Linked DNA regions of Mus musculus: regions 2, 3 and 4 are each linked to region 1. A link is a contact called in public HiCAR-type, HiChIP or PLAC-seq and promoter capture Hi-C data. All regions are on one chromosome and are shown on one strand. The core of a region is the stretch at or near the end of the contact, and the rest is flanking DNA. Distances in the headings are between cores, read along the strand shown.

Region 1 (2,698 bases), core at 102-2,601:
CCCTATTACTTATTTTTTTCCTGTTCTTATAAATCTGTAATATAATTTAAAATCAAAATGCCTATAGAGCAAAGACCCACAAAGATTTGACCTGGGACCTCACACAAGTCAGAGACAATTCTACTGAGACACACACAAGCACACATATACATACTTCCCTGTGCATCCCTCACCAGCAAAGTACTAAAAAACTAAGGATACAGCCTTTTATCTATGCCCCGCCCCCACGCTACTCAACCTTAGCTAAAGTGCACCATTCCCACAAACCCTCTATCGGTTCTTGAAGGCCCCCCATGCTTTCTTGATCCATGAACCCCTACTGCTCTTCTCCAGGCAAATGGTCCTTAGTCATACCCTAAATGTTGATTGTTAATTCAGCTTTAAAATAAGGACTTTCTCAATAGACAGCGAAACACCAGGAATGTGTTTTACCTGGGTTCCTATCCTACATATCTGTGCATGGTGCATAGTAGATGTTCAATAAATGGGAGTGGAACTGGGAAATGTAATGTTAGGGAAAGAATGAATATGGGCGGGCAGTCTCTTGGGACATAAAACTGGGAGGGATGCAGGATACAGGAAAATCCAAGCTTCAGCTCACCAAAGGAAGAGGAACAACTCCTCCCTTGGGAGGAACTGTAGATAAGAACCTAGATGGATGGAAATGAGATGGGCCTAGGTGAAGACAAGTGTTTGAACCTTTCCAAGTCCTAATCCAAATGTCACCCGCCCTTCATGTCTTTAAAAACAATTTCCTATTGACCACAACACCAGCCCAGCTCATTATCTTTGTATTTATTTGGATGTTCTACCATTATCTTTGTACTTATTTGGAATGTTTATTTGTATACAGATCGTAGTTCCTTCTCTAGTCCAACCTCTTGAAGAACAGGGAAATTTTGGTTGTTCCACGTCATATGCTAACCACTCACTCACTGTGGGTTTACTAAAAATGAGCCGGAGATGGGAAGACTAGTGGGCGGACTAGTTCGAGGCAGGAAAAGCACGCGTCGTGAGGAAGTGAGATTCCCCAGACCTGTAATTACACACTCCAAGGAGAAGCCAAGCCCGACCGCGGGGCGGAGAGCGACGTAGAGAGTCGCCGGCGACTTCTCGGGGGAGGCTCTGACGTCAGTGCCTCGCGACCGTCCTCTCCGCTACCTGATTCAATCCCGGAGCTGGACTTTAGCAAAAAACTCACCCCCGCCGCTCTCCGCGAGCTCCGGCCCGGAGCCACACCCATCCCTCGCGTCCCGCTTTCCTTCCGCGCAACCCCGTCTCCGACCTCACAACCACCACGGGACAGGCACACTCGCGGGCGCCCTACTCAGCAGGGCGGGCCCTGAGACCGGAAGCCGGAAGTGGGGTTGTGAGGACGTGTTCCGAGGAAGCCGCAGGCCGGCTAGGCCGGCGTCATGGAGCCCCTATACCAACAAACGAACAAGTGAGGGCTGCGTCGGGGAGCGGGCTGGGCTCCGCCCGGGCTGCGGCCCCTAGGGCTCGGGGCTCTGGGGACTGTCATTGTGGAGGTTTCCGCTCGGGCTGCTCCGCATCTCTTAGCCCCTGGTGCGATGCTCTTAGCCGAAGGGGATCGAGCCGGGGCGCGAAGGCTTGGGCCCGGTAGCTCTTGGCCGCAAGCCGTGACTGCCTATTGGCAAGGGAAAGCAGCGCCCCTAGGTTACAGCACTTGATCCAGCACCTGCCAGCTTAGTCCTCCGGGTTGGTAGAGCTTAGAGAACAGAGAAAACTGTTGCCGAGGCTTGTGTCTATGAATCTATTGCTTAAGTGGGAGTGTCAGGGGTTGTACGAAAGAAGTATTTTGTGTACTTGATTGGACATTTAAAGAACTTATTTTTGTGACACAAAGACGGGCAGGTAACTAGTGACTATTTTTGTGAGTCATATCTGATTACAAGTTAGCCTTAAGGAAATTGAAATTGAGTCTTAGATTAGCTTTTCATAACTAAGTTTCCTTGGTGGGTCCTTTTTTTTTTTTTTTTTTTTTTTTTTCCATACCGTCCTTTGTTTTGGGAACTTGCAGTGTTATGCAGCTAGACACCATGAGGGGCCACATACCTATGTTAGTTTAAGAACTTTCTATTGATTGTATGACAGCACTGAAAAATCTTATTCCTTGGGCCTGAAAAATGACATAAACTAGTCATCCTGCCTCCCCAGGAAACTCATAACAAAAAGAATGGAAATAAGATGGTGGTTATTCTCTTTTTACCTTTTTTTTTTTTAAATTTGTTTATTATATGTAAGTACACTGTAGCTGTCTTCAGACACCTCAGAAGAGGGCATCAGATCTCATTGCAAATGGTTGTGAGCCACCATGTGGTTGCTGGGAATTGAACTCAGGACCTTCGGAAGAGCAGTCAGTGCTCTTAACCTCTGAGCCATCTCTCCAATCCCCCTTTTTACTTTTGTCAACAAAATGTTTGATTTGGGTGGGGGAAAATAAACTACATTGTAATGACAATTTGCATATTATATAATAAGTGTAGGAAGAGATTTTAAAAGACTATCCTGTGAGTCACGTGGAAAAGGAATGAGGCAGAAAATTGCCCTCATTTACTAAGAACGGATCCTTTCCATAGCAAGACACATGGACCTAGCAGAGCGGTGAGTTAATCTGCTAGTTGCTGAATTGACAGAACAGTGTCAGAACATACTCGTCTCACTAGAACTTTGAACT
Region 2 (2,698 bases), core at 143-2,642, 2.4 Mb before region 1:
AGTGCTTTTAACCGCCCAGCCATCTCTCCAAGCCCTGACTTGACTCTTTATGCTTTATTTTTTCCTTTTCCCTCTTCCAGTCATTTTATTTGATAAATATCTTTAACTTTTTAAATCGATTCTTTGTGAATTTCGCATCATGCACCCCAATCTCACACTGATCCTGTCATCCCTCCAGATCCATCCTCTCCACGCTTGCAGTCTCCCTCCCCTAAACAAAACCAAACCAAACCCATCCCTGATGTAGAAGCAGAAGCTGCGGTGTTGTGGAGTGTCACACTGGATATTCTTTTGTCCAAACAGCTTCACTTGCAAATGTCCATTGCCATGAATTATTGGTCTGGTTCGAGGCCTCCGGCTTCTGCCACACTTTCTTTTTTTGTTTTTTGTTTTTGTTTGTTTGTTTTTTGTTTTTTGTTTTTCGAGACAGGGTTTCTCTGTGTAGCCCTGGCTGTCCTGGAACTCACTTTGTAGACCAGGCTGGCCTCGAACTCAGAAATCCGCCTGCCTCTGCCTCCTGAGTGCTGGGATTAAAGGCATGCGCCACCTCGCCCGGCAAAATAAAACAAAGGTTCGGGAGCGGAAAAAGACCGGAACGACACGGGAACCCGCGACCGGCACCGACAGAACCAACTCGCGGAAATCGGGCAAGCCGGCCGCGCTGCCACACTTTCTTAAGGCGTATTTCTATGAAGTACCTTCTAACTATACCCTTAGATGAAGTCATTTTTATCTAAGGGCGGGTCTCTGAAGGTCTTTGAAAAGGAAAACAGGTATATCCAGTGTAAGTAAGTGCTTTGAGGGTTATGAGTAGGACAATTATGACAACTGGGGGTTGGGGGGACGGTCCTAAATGAAGCCTTAGGCACCTAAAGAGCTTCAGTGACCAGCAGTGAGGACTACCAGGTTCTCACCTTTAACCGCCAGGCGGATACTGAGAGTGAGTTTAGAGAAGATTCGACTCCTTTCCATGTCCTTGGGGCCCTTGATGTGCCGGACTTTAGACCACTTATTGTGTCCCGCCGAGGCCGTCGCGCTGACATGCAGCGTCCTGTGTGGCGCTGCACCACAGCCGGGGTTTGCATGCTGGGAGGCGCCCCAAGGACCCACGCGGAACCCGAGGCATCGCACACGAAAGCACGGGACAGCGGTCATTCTCAGGCTGGCGGCAGCCCAAGACATCATCTGCTTCGACAAGGGGCTGCGCGGTGCAAAGATGAGCAGCTAAAATCAGCCCGTCTAGTCCGGCCCCGGAACAACCCGGTCTGGACGTTCAGACCGCTGCTACAGCTCTCCAGAAACTCAGAGGTTCGGCTCTTCCTGACGCTGCACTGCCTTGAGTGACCGCGAAGGAGCCGGGCGCGGGGACCCTAAATGGTGCAGTACACTTCCTTTGCCCGGTCCGCCGCAAAAAGACGTTCCCGGATTCTGCAAAGTTGGTTCCGCTGCCTCGCGGTACTCGTTCCAACCCCGCCCCTGCCAGGAGTGACGCAACCCTTCTTTGCTCCCGGTTGCTTGGAAACGACAGATCACCTTCCCGGAGAGATTCAGGTGACTGACTTTCCTTCCTAACTGAGCAAGTCCAGAATAAGAATTGTTTGGTTGAAAAAGAAATATGTAGTTCAGTCGGTTCATTTTACAGATAAAGAAACCGCCGCCAAGGTTGCCTGTTTAAAAAAAGGAAGCAATAAACAAAAAAGTACTAAATGCTGGGCGTGGCAGGCCATGTCTGTGATTCCAGCACTTAAGAGGCGAAGGAAACCTTAGGACTTTGTCTCAAAAAAAAAAAAAAAGCAAAAACTTTAATTAAAACAAACAACGACAAAAAAAAAAAAAAAAAACAACCAAACAAAATAAGCCACTACCCCACCAGCCGACGAGAAGCGATTTGCCCAGTCATTTAAAACTTTCTGATTTAGATTTCATTTCTGTAAACAAGGATGGCATTGCCTGTTTTGCCAACCCATACTGGACAAAAGATCGGGCCAGCCTTTGAGTCAAACTGCTATCTTCGTTTTCCATCTGTTGTTTTAAAATTAGTTTAAGTATTTTTAATATATGTGTATGGTTGTTTTGACTGCATGTATGTCTGTGCGCTACATGTGTGCCTGGTGTTCTCAGATATTTATTTTACAGATAAAGAAACCGCCGCCAAGGTTGACATCAAGATAGCCTGGAACTGATGGTTGTGAGCTGTCACATGGAGAATCGAAATTGAACCTGGGTCCTCTGGAAGGGCAACCAATATCCTTAACTGCTGAGCTATTTCTCCAGCCCCTTCCACCATCGGTTCTCTTGGCAGAGAAAACAAGAGAAAAAGGACACTATGGAAAAATAAAGAAAAAATAATGTAGCAGCTGCTTGAAACTCTTTAAGAGCTCTCTAGGGGGGGGGTGAATTAAGTCTCAAGAGCGTAACACATTTAAAAAAGCAGGTCAGTGTGAAGGCAGTTTGAAGTCTTGCTCTCTAAAGTTAGGCTGGATGAATTCAAAGTGTGTTTCTGCCATTTAGTAGTGCAACCTTGGGCAAGTTCTTTACTTTCTGTTTCCTTCTACAATGGCCTTGAATAAGCAGGATGAGGGGAAGGGCACGGACACAGATTTTATATTATTTTTTAAAAGATTTATTTTATTATTATACATAAGTACACTGTAGCTGTCTTCAGACACACCAGAAGGCATCAGATCTCATTACTGAT
Region 3 (2,698 bases), core at 51-2,550, 2.3 Mb before region 1:
CTTCCACTGCTCCCACCATCTTGTCATTTGTCTCCAGTCTGATGTTCATAAGAGTAAGGCAGAGTACTGGCTATAAATACCACTGGCCAAAGCTTTCAGTATCTCTGATTACTGTCATTCATTTTTTTTTTTTTAACTCAAATTACAACAAAAGAATGAAGGTAAGAGATTAGGGAAAGAAAATTCTTCTCAATACTTTCAAACCTATACCCTGCATATAAAAATTCTCTCCTTCTGCCAGTGTTTTGATGAAGTGATGATGTCCAGCAATGCTGCAAATGAATGTGTAAAGAACCACGAAAAGAACAGGTCAAACGTCATCTTTCTCTATTCAGAAATAATGGCGGGATAATGCCACAGACTAAGGTTTCCAAGGATAGGCTGTTTGGGGGAGGGTGAACATCAAGGAGCAAAACCAATGACCAATGACAACCTAGCATTAGGGCTCTGTATCCATGAGAAACACCTGAGATGGGGAAGATCTTGCAATAAATAGCCCTAACAGAAATCTCGCGTGGCCAGGAATGCACGACCACCAATCCAAGCGCCGCATCTTCCTCCACTGCCTCTCTCCCGCCCCCCACCTAGCAACAGAAGCACTGCGACAGGAGTGGGGGAAATGAGAGGGACGGAGGACATAGCTTTGGGGGTGTGACTCCGATCTGAAACCTGCTACTACCATCGAAAATCTTATCTGCCTCAGGCATGTCACAACACCGTGCCTCGGTTTCCCCCGGCTGTCAAAACTAAATAAGAGGCAACGAGTGTGACAACCTCAGCGACAGGACCACAGAGGACCCACCCCCTTGTTGTGGTCAAGGCGAGTTTGCAGGAGAGTTGTGGGGACCGGGGCTGCCGCCCACCTCGAGCGTTCCCCGCCGGCTACACGCTGAGCCCCGGCACAACTCACCTTGTTGTTGTACTCTTCCACGAAGCTGCCCAGCGCCAGGCGAAAGCGCTTGTCCGGCCGCACGCTCCAGTTCATGGCGTACACAGTCCAGGGCGCTTCATATTTGTAGATCTCCTTCCGTTTGCCGTGCAGGGACATGGTGGCGGCTGGGCCGCAGAGCCGGCCAGAGAGGCAGCGGGCTGGGGCACAAGACAGGCGGGGACCCGGGCTTGGGTCCGCGGGTCCGAGGGGAGGCGGGGCCGGGGCGGTCAAGAACGGCCTAGCCCTCCAGCGGGTCCTCGGCTACACACACTCACACTCGGCCGGGCCCGACCACCAGTTTCAAACCAGCTCGGGCAGCGCTACCACCTTCCGTTTGGGATGCCGGCCCGCCCTCTCGGAACGGAAGCCACGCGACCCCGCAGCGGCGACGAGCGTTGGCTGCCGGGTACGTCCTTTCCAAACTGTTCCTTCTTTTCATTGGTCGACACAGTTGTAGCGCCCGCGCCCTCCTTACTATTGGTGAAAATGTTTGTCATTCTGCTCATTAGCCCCGCCCAGCTCCTGGAGGCGGGCTCTTTTGAAGTCCCAAAGATCATTGGCTACCCAAGATGTCAGTCAAGGGGATAACGGCGCAGTGCGGGTGAATGGGGGCGTGGGTGGCATGGGGGCAAGTGTGCCCCTCTACTGATCCAAATTCTAGGCCAAGAGTAAAGCCTGCTATTTCTCCTCTGCTGCTGCTGTTCTGATCACCTCTCTCCACTGACAGTAACTGTCAAACCTACCTTCATGGAGGACCACCTGCGTTTATTACATCTCCCTATGTCCGGCGGTCCCTCAGTCTTTGCCAAACGGGAACTCTCTCCAGCTCCAATGCCCACCTTTTAACTGTTCTCTTTCAGGCATGATAGAAACGTCCAGGGACAGGCTAGATTGATTAAGGCTTTCCTGCGCTTTCCTACAGACACTAAAGAGACTCCTGAATTCTGGGATCGATTTGCAAATGACCTGGCTATTAGTCACTTACCTTCTTCCTCTGGGATGTTCAGAAGCCAAATGGTAATCCAACTTTAAATGCTTATATGCCATGAGTTTGAAATGCAGAAAAACCTGGATCTAGGTACACCAATATAAATGTAAATTCTTTCAACGATATTGAAAGGGGTTGTATTGAATTGTTAGGCAGTACTTTAAAACACGTTAATTTTACGTGTATTTGTATGTGCCCGAGTATAAGTAAGTGTACTACATGTGAACAGTTGCCCACGGAGGTCAGAAGAGGCATTCAATCCCCTGGAACTGGAGTTAGTTACAGATGGGAATCCAACCCAGGTCTGCTGCAAGAGCATCCAGTGCCCATAGGGCTATCCTACCTCTCCAGTCTGTAAAATACAATTTTTAATGGATACAAACACTTGGAAGCCTTGAGGGACAATAGTATACACTTATCAACCATCTTTTAGTAATGGCCACCTGTATGAACAAGTCTACTGGGCACTTTTATTTTTACATAGAGCCTAGGCATGGTGTTACACACCTCTAATCCAGCTCTTGGGAGGTAGAGTCAGGAGAACCAGAAAGTCACTCTTATCCTGGGCTACAGAGCCAATTAGAGGCAGCCTGGGCTAGTTGAGAATCTGTTTCAAAATAATAAAAGTTAAAAGAAAATTAACTGGATACCTAGGTGTGTATTTTATTGAAACGTTTTATTTCTGTGCATATCAGGAAATTTGGTCCATAGTTTTCTATTGGTTACATCATTTCTGATTTTTCAGTGGGTTAATAATGGTCTTGTAGTACAATCTTAGC
Region 4 (2,698 bases), core at 75-2,574, 2.3 Mb before region 1:
GGGAGGTGGGGGAGGGAAAGTGGAGCAAGAGGCTGTTCTATACCAGTACCAATAGCTGGCTCAGCCCAATCTCAAGTCCCTTAGAAGACATAACATGCAATTCTCATTGCTTCTCTCTAATACTAAGGAAACCAAGGCCCAGAGTGGGGATAGAAGTGGTCCAGGCTCTTTGGCTCTTAGGTCAGACCCTTCCCCCAGGGCACTCCATGATAGACAAGAAAGGTAGCCTACAGGACCCTTGGCCCAACTGAGTCTCACCATCCTTGCGATAGTAGAGGATGTCCACCTTGCACTCTTCAGCCCCAAGCAGGGCCTGCGCCAGGCGGGACACAGCACTGCTCGGAGTGTTCGGGCCAGTGAGGAAGTCACAGGTACAGGGTCGCTGCATCACCTCCACACGGGAGTAGCCGAAGAGTTCGCAGAAGCCATCATTGCAGTAGATGATGGCACAGTTCTCCATCTGTGCATTGGCAATCAGGAACTTACGACCTGGGGTGGGAAGAAAAAGGTAGGAAGACCGTGGCAGCCAGGAGTGGGTAGTTGGGAGAGAAAGATTACAGGGACCGGTGGCAGCCAAGGAGGGGATTTATACACAGGAGCAGGCAGGGGCCAGAATGAGGGAGGTGGAGGACAGAGCAAGGGAGGGTGGAAGAACCAAGAGTCCTGGGGAAAGGTCATTCCTTCTGGGAGCACAGAGGGGCATGAAGGAGGCAGGGAGCAGAAAAGTAGGGGTGTGGGAACCAAGCTTGGGGGCTAGGGTCAGTAGAGTGGGAGGAAGACCCCAGAACTCCTGGAATAATAGTTGGGATCCAGACCAGAAAGCAGGACTGTGACCAGGGAGTCAGACCTGCTCTGTGGGTGAAAAGAAGGAAGTCAGGCAAACCTCTAGGAGAGGCATGAATGGTCTGGAGGGGTAAGTGGGCAGTGACTGAGAGGGCAGGCCAGGGTTTGTAACACCAAGAAAACTGCTGTGAGCAGGTAGAAGAGTGGCATTATGCCCAAGACACAGCACATATGGAGGAGGTGTTGGGGACATCAAAACGAAAGATTTTGTATTCAGAATCTACCCCCCCCCCCAGCCCCCAGCCCTGCCATTTCTTTTACCCCATCAGAAGTTAGTGAAGAGTTTGGCTGCTCCTGCCATCCAACCCGTACTGCAGAGAGTCCCCCACACCCCCAAACCTCACACTTACTCTGGCCCTCAAACTTGCGGATGATGGTGTCCAAGTAAGTGTTTTGGGGAGCAACGTGGCCCCTGCGGACTGGCATCTTTCTGTAACACCACTTGCTGGGAGTGACCGGTGCCCTGGCTTCTGGCGTCTCCGTCAGTCCTGGGGCTCAGCAGCGTCGGGCTGGGGTGGGCGCCGCCCCCGGGGAGGGCTATCGGGCCCCGCCCGTCCTCCAGCGTCTGCCCTCCCCGCCCTCTCTAGTCCTCCCGCTCCCACGGCTCAGCGCTCCTCCTCCTTCCACGAGGCTTGCGCCCGGGAGCTGTCCGCGTCGTGGTGCTGAAATAAGCCAAGGGACGTGACAGGCAGACGGGGTTGGGGTTGGGGTTGGGGGTCAGGACAAGAGCAAATTCTGATCCATAAGGGGCTCTGAATCCTAGAGAGAGGGGCAGGGGTCCTGAACCTGGGATACTCTGAAGAACTTCTGCTCATGTCCAAATAGACAGAGACCTCAGCATCTCTTTGGACCCCTTTTGATACTGAAGTAGTTTTCCAGGCAGAGGAGGGCAGAAGTTGTTAGGGGCTTCAGATAGTTTTTTGTTGAAGGCTGTCTTCAGGGATTTACCGCTGGGACTGACTGTGGCAATGGGGCACTTAGGCCCCTTGCCCACAAATGGCCGCCACCTATTAGCAAGTGACCACTGGTAAAAGTGTCTGTGTACTGATTAAAAATGAACACACTTAGAAAAAGCAAATTGGGGTGGGGTGAAGTTTATTGAAAAAAAGGGGGGTTTTCTGAGAGGAGAAAAGAAGGGCCACAGTTCATTAAGCACCTTGGTGGACTTGGAACTTTGCAGAGGGTCCCAAGACCAATTTTGAGCCACATTTTAGTAGCAAGCATTCAAAATGAAACATGCACCTTCGGAAAAGGCCCAAGGGTGGTGTCAATGCAGAGGGGCTGAACTGGCCAATGGAGGAGGTGAAAATGCAGGAGAAAAAAATGACAAGCAGCATCCAGTGCTAGTTTGAACATCCAGATTTAATTGATGGACAGCTACGTTTTTAAGAAGTCTGAGGTTCGGAAGGAAATTTGAAGGCCTTTGAAGCAAATATTCTGGCAGAAATATAAACTTTACAAAGTGGATGGGGGGGTGGAGGGGGTGGCCAAGGAGGCTCAGTGAGGTTTCCACTGAAGTCCAGGTGAGAGGCTTAGAGTCCTGGGCGGGATGTGTCCTTGCCACAATACCTGGTGGGGGACCTTGGCCACAGTGGTTGAGAGATGAGAGGGCTGCCAAGTGTGGTTTCCTGGGGGGGCAGAGATGTCTTGGCTGTCCCTGAATGTGGGGAGCAGGCTGGCTGTGGAAGAGAAGTGGGGACAGTATTTCCTATCCAGTCAGTAGCATGGGCTTACGCAGTAAGACATTCATTCATTTGCTTATTCATTCAAGCATTTTTCTGGTCTCCACATTACAAAGAGTAATCCCGACGCATGTTGAGCCTTATGGACCTAACATCTAGTAATGAGGACAAAC

Evidence for each region. HiCAR-type assays count read pairs that join an accessible place to other places. HiChIP or PLAC-seq counts read pairs in DNA pulled down with a chosen protein or histone mark. Capture Hi-C pulls out chosen DNA fragments and counts their contacts.
Region 2: a contact with region 1 is called in a promoter capture Hi-C map of liver, with 3 times the contacts expected there. The contact joins the promoter of Taco1os here to the promoter of Gosr2 in region 1. A contact is called at or near these places in 2 of 39 promoter capture datasets (liver and pre-B cells) and 1 of 9 other capture datasets (liver).
Region 3: a contact with region 1 is called in a HiCAR-type map of astrocytes, with 3 times the contacts expected there. The contact joins the promoter of Dcaf7 here to the promoter of Gosr2 in region 1.
Region 4: an H3K27ac HiChIP or PLAC-seq map of double positive thymocytes shows a contact between it and region 1, with 6 times the contacts expected there. The contact joins the promoter of Kcnh6 here to the promoter of Gosr2 in region 1. A contact is called at or near these places in 1 of 39 promoter capture datasets (liver) and 1 of 115 datasets of contacts at active chromatin or transcription factors (double positive thymocytes).

Annotation. Positions count from the first base shown.
Region 1 is chr11:103,696,376-103,699,073 of GRCm38.p6, reverse strand. It overlaps Gosr2 (golgi SNAP receptor complex member 2), which reads left to right and starts at 1,351. Exons shown (of 6, transcript NM_019650.4): 1 at 1,351-1,444. The coding sequence starts at 1,416. It overlaps C130046K22Rik (RIKEN cDNA C130046K22 gene), which reads right to left and starts at 1,350. Exons shown (of 3, transcript NR_102389.1): 1 at 1,202-1,350.
Region 2 is chr11:106,064,735-106,067,432 of GRCm38.p6, reverse strand. It overlaps Taco1os (a long non-coding RNA gene), which reads left to right and starts at 1,392. Exons shown (of 3, transcript XR_003949781.1): 1 at 1,392-1,551; 2 at 2,137-2,698. It overlaps Taco1 (translational activator of mitochondrially encoded cytochrome c oxidase I), which reads right to left and starts at 1,342. Exons shown (of 5, transcript NM_027346.2): 1 at 915-1,342. The coding sequence starts at 1,185.
Region 3 is chr11:106,035,474-106,038,171 of GRCm38.p6, reverse strand. It overlaps Dcaf7 (DDB1 and CUL4 associated factor 7), which reads right to left and starts at 1,300. Exons shown (of 7, transcript NM_027946.3): 1 at 911-1,300. The coding sequence starts at 1,048. Kcnh6 (potassium voltage-gated channel, subfamily H (eag-related), member 6) reads right to left here. Exons shown (of 13, transcript NM_001037712.2): 13 at 2,578-2,698.
Region 4 is chr11:106,006,774-106,009,471 of GRCm38.p6, reverse strand. It overlaps Kcnh6 (potassium voltage-gated channel, subfamily H (eag-related), member 6), which reads right to left and starts at 1,324. Exons shown (of 13, transcript NM_001037712.2): 1 at 1,194-1,324; 2 at 259-489. The coding sequence starts at 1,269. It overlaps Ace3 (angiotensin I converting enzyme (peptidyl-dipeptidase A) 3), which reads right to left. Exons shown (of 15, transcript NM_001101453.3): 15 at 1,922-2,522. The region is part of intron 2 of Gm35971 (a long non-coding RNA gene); the gene reads left to right.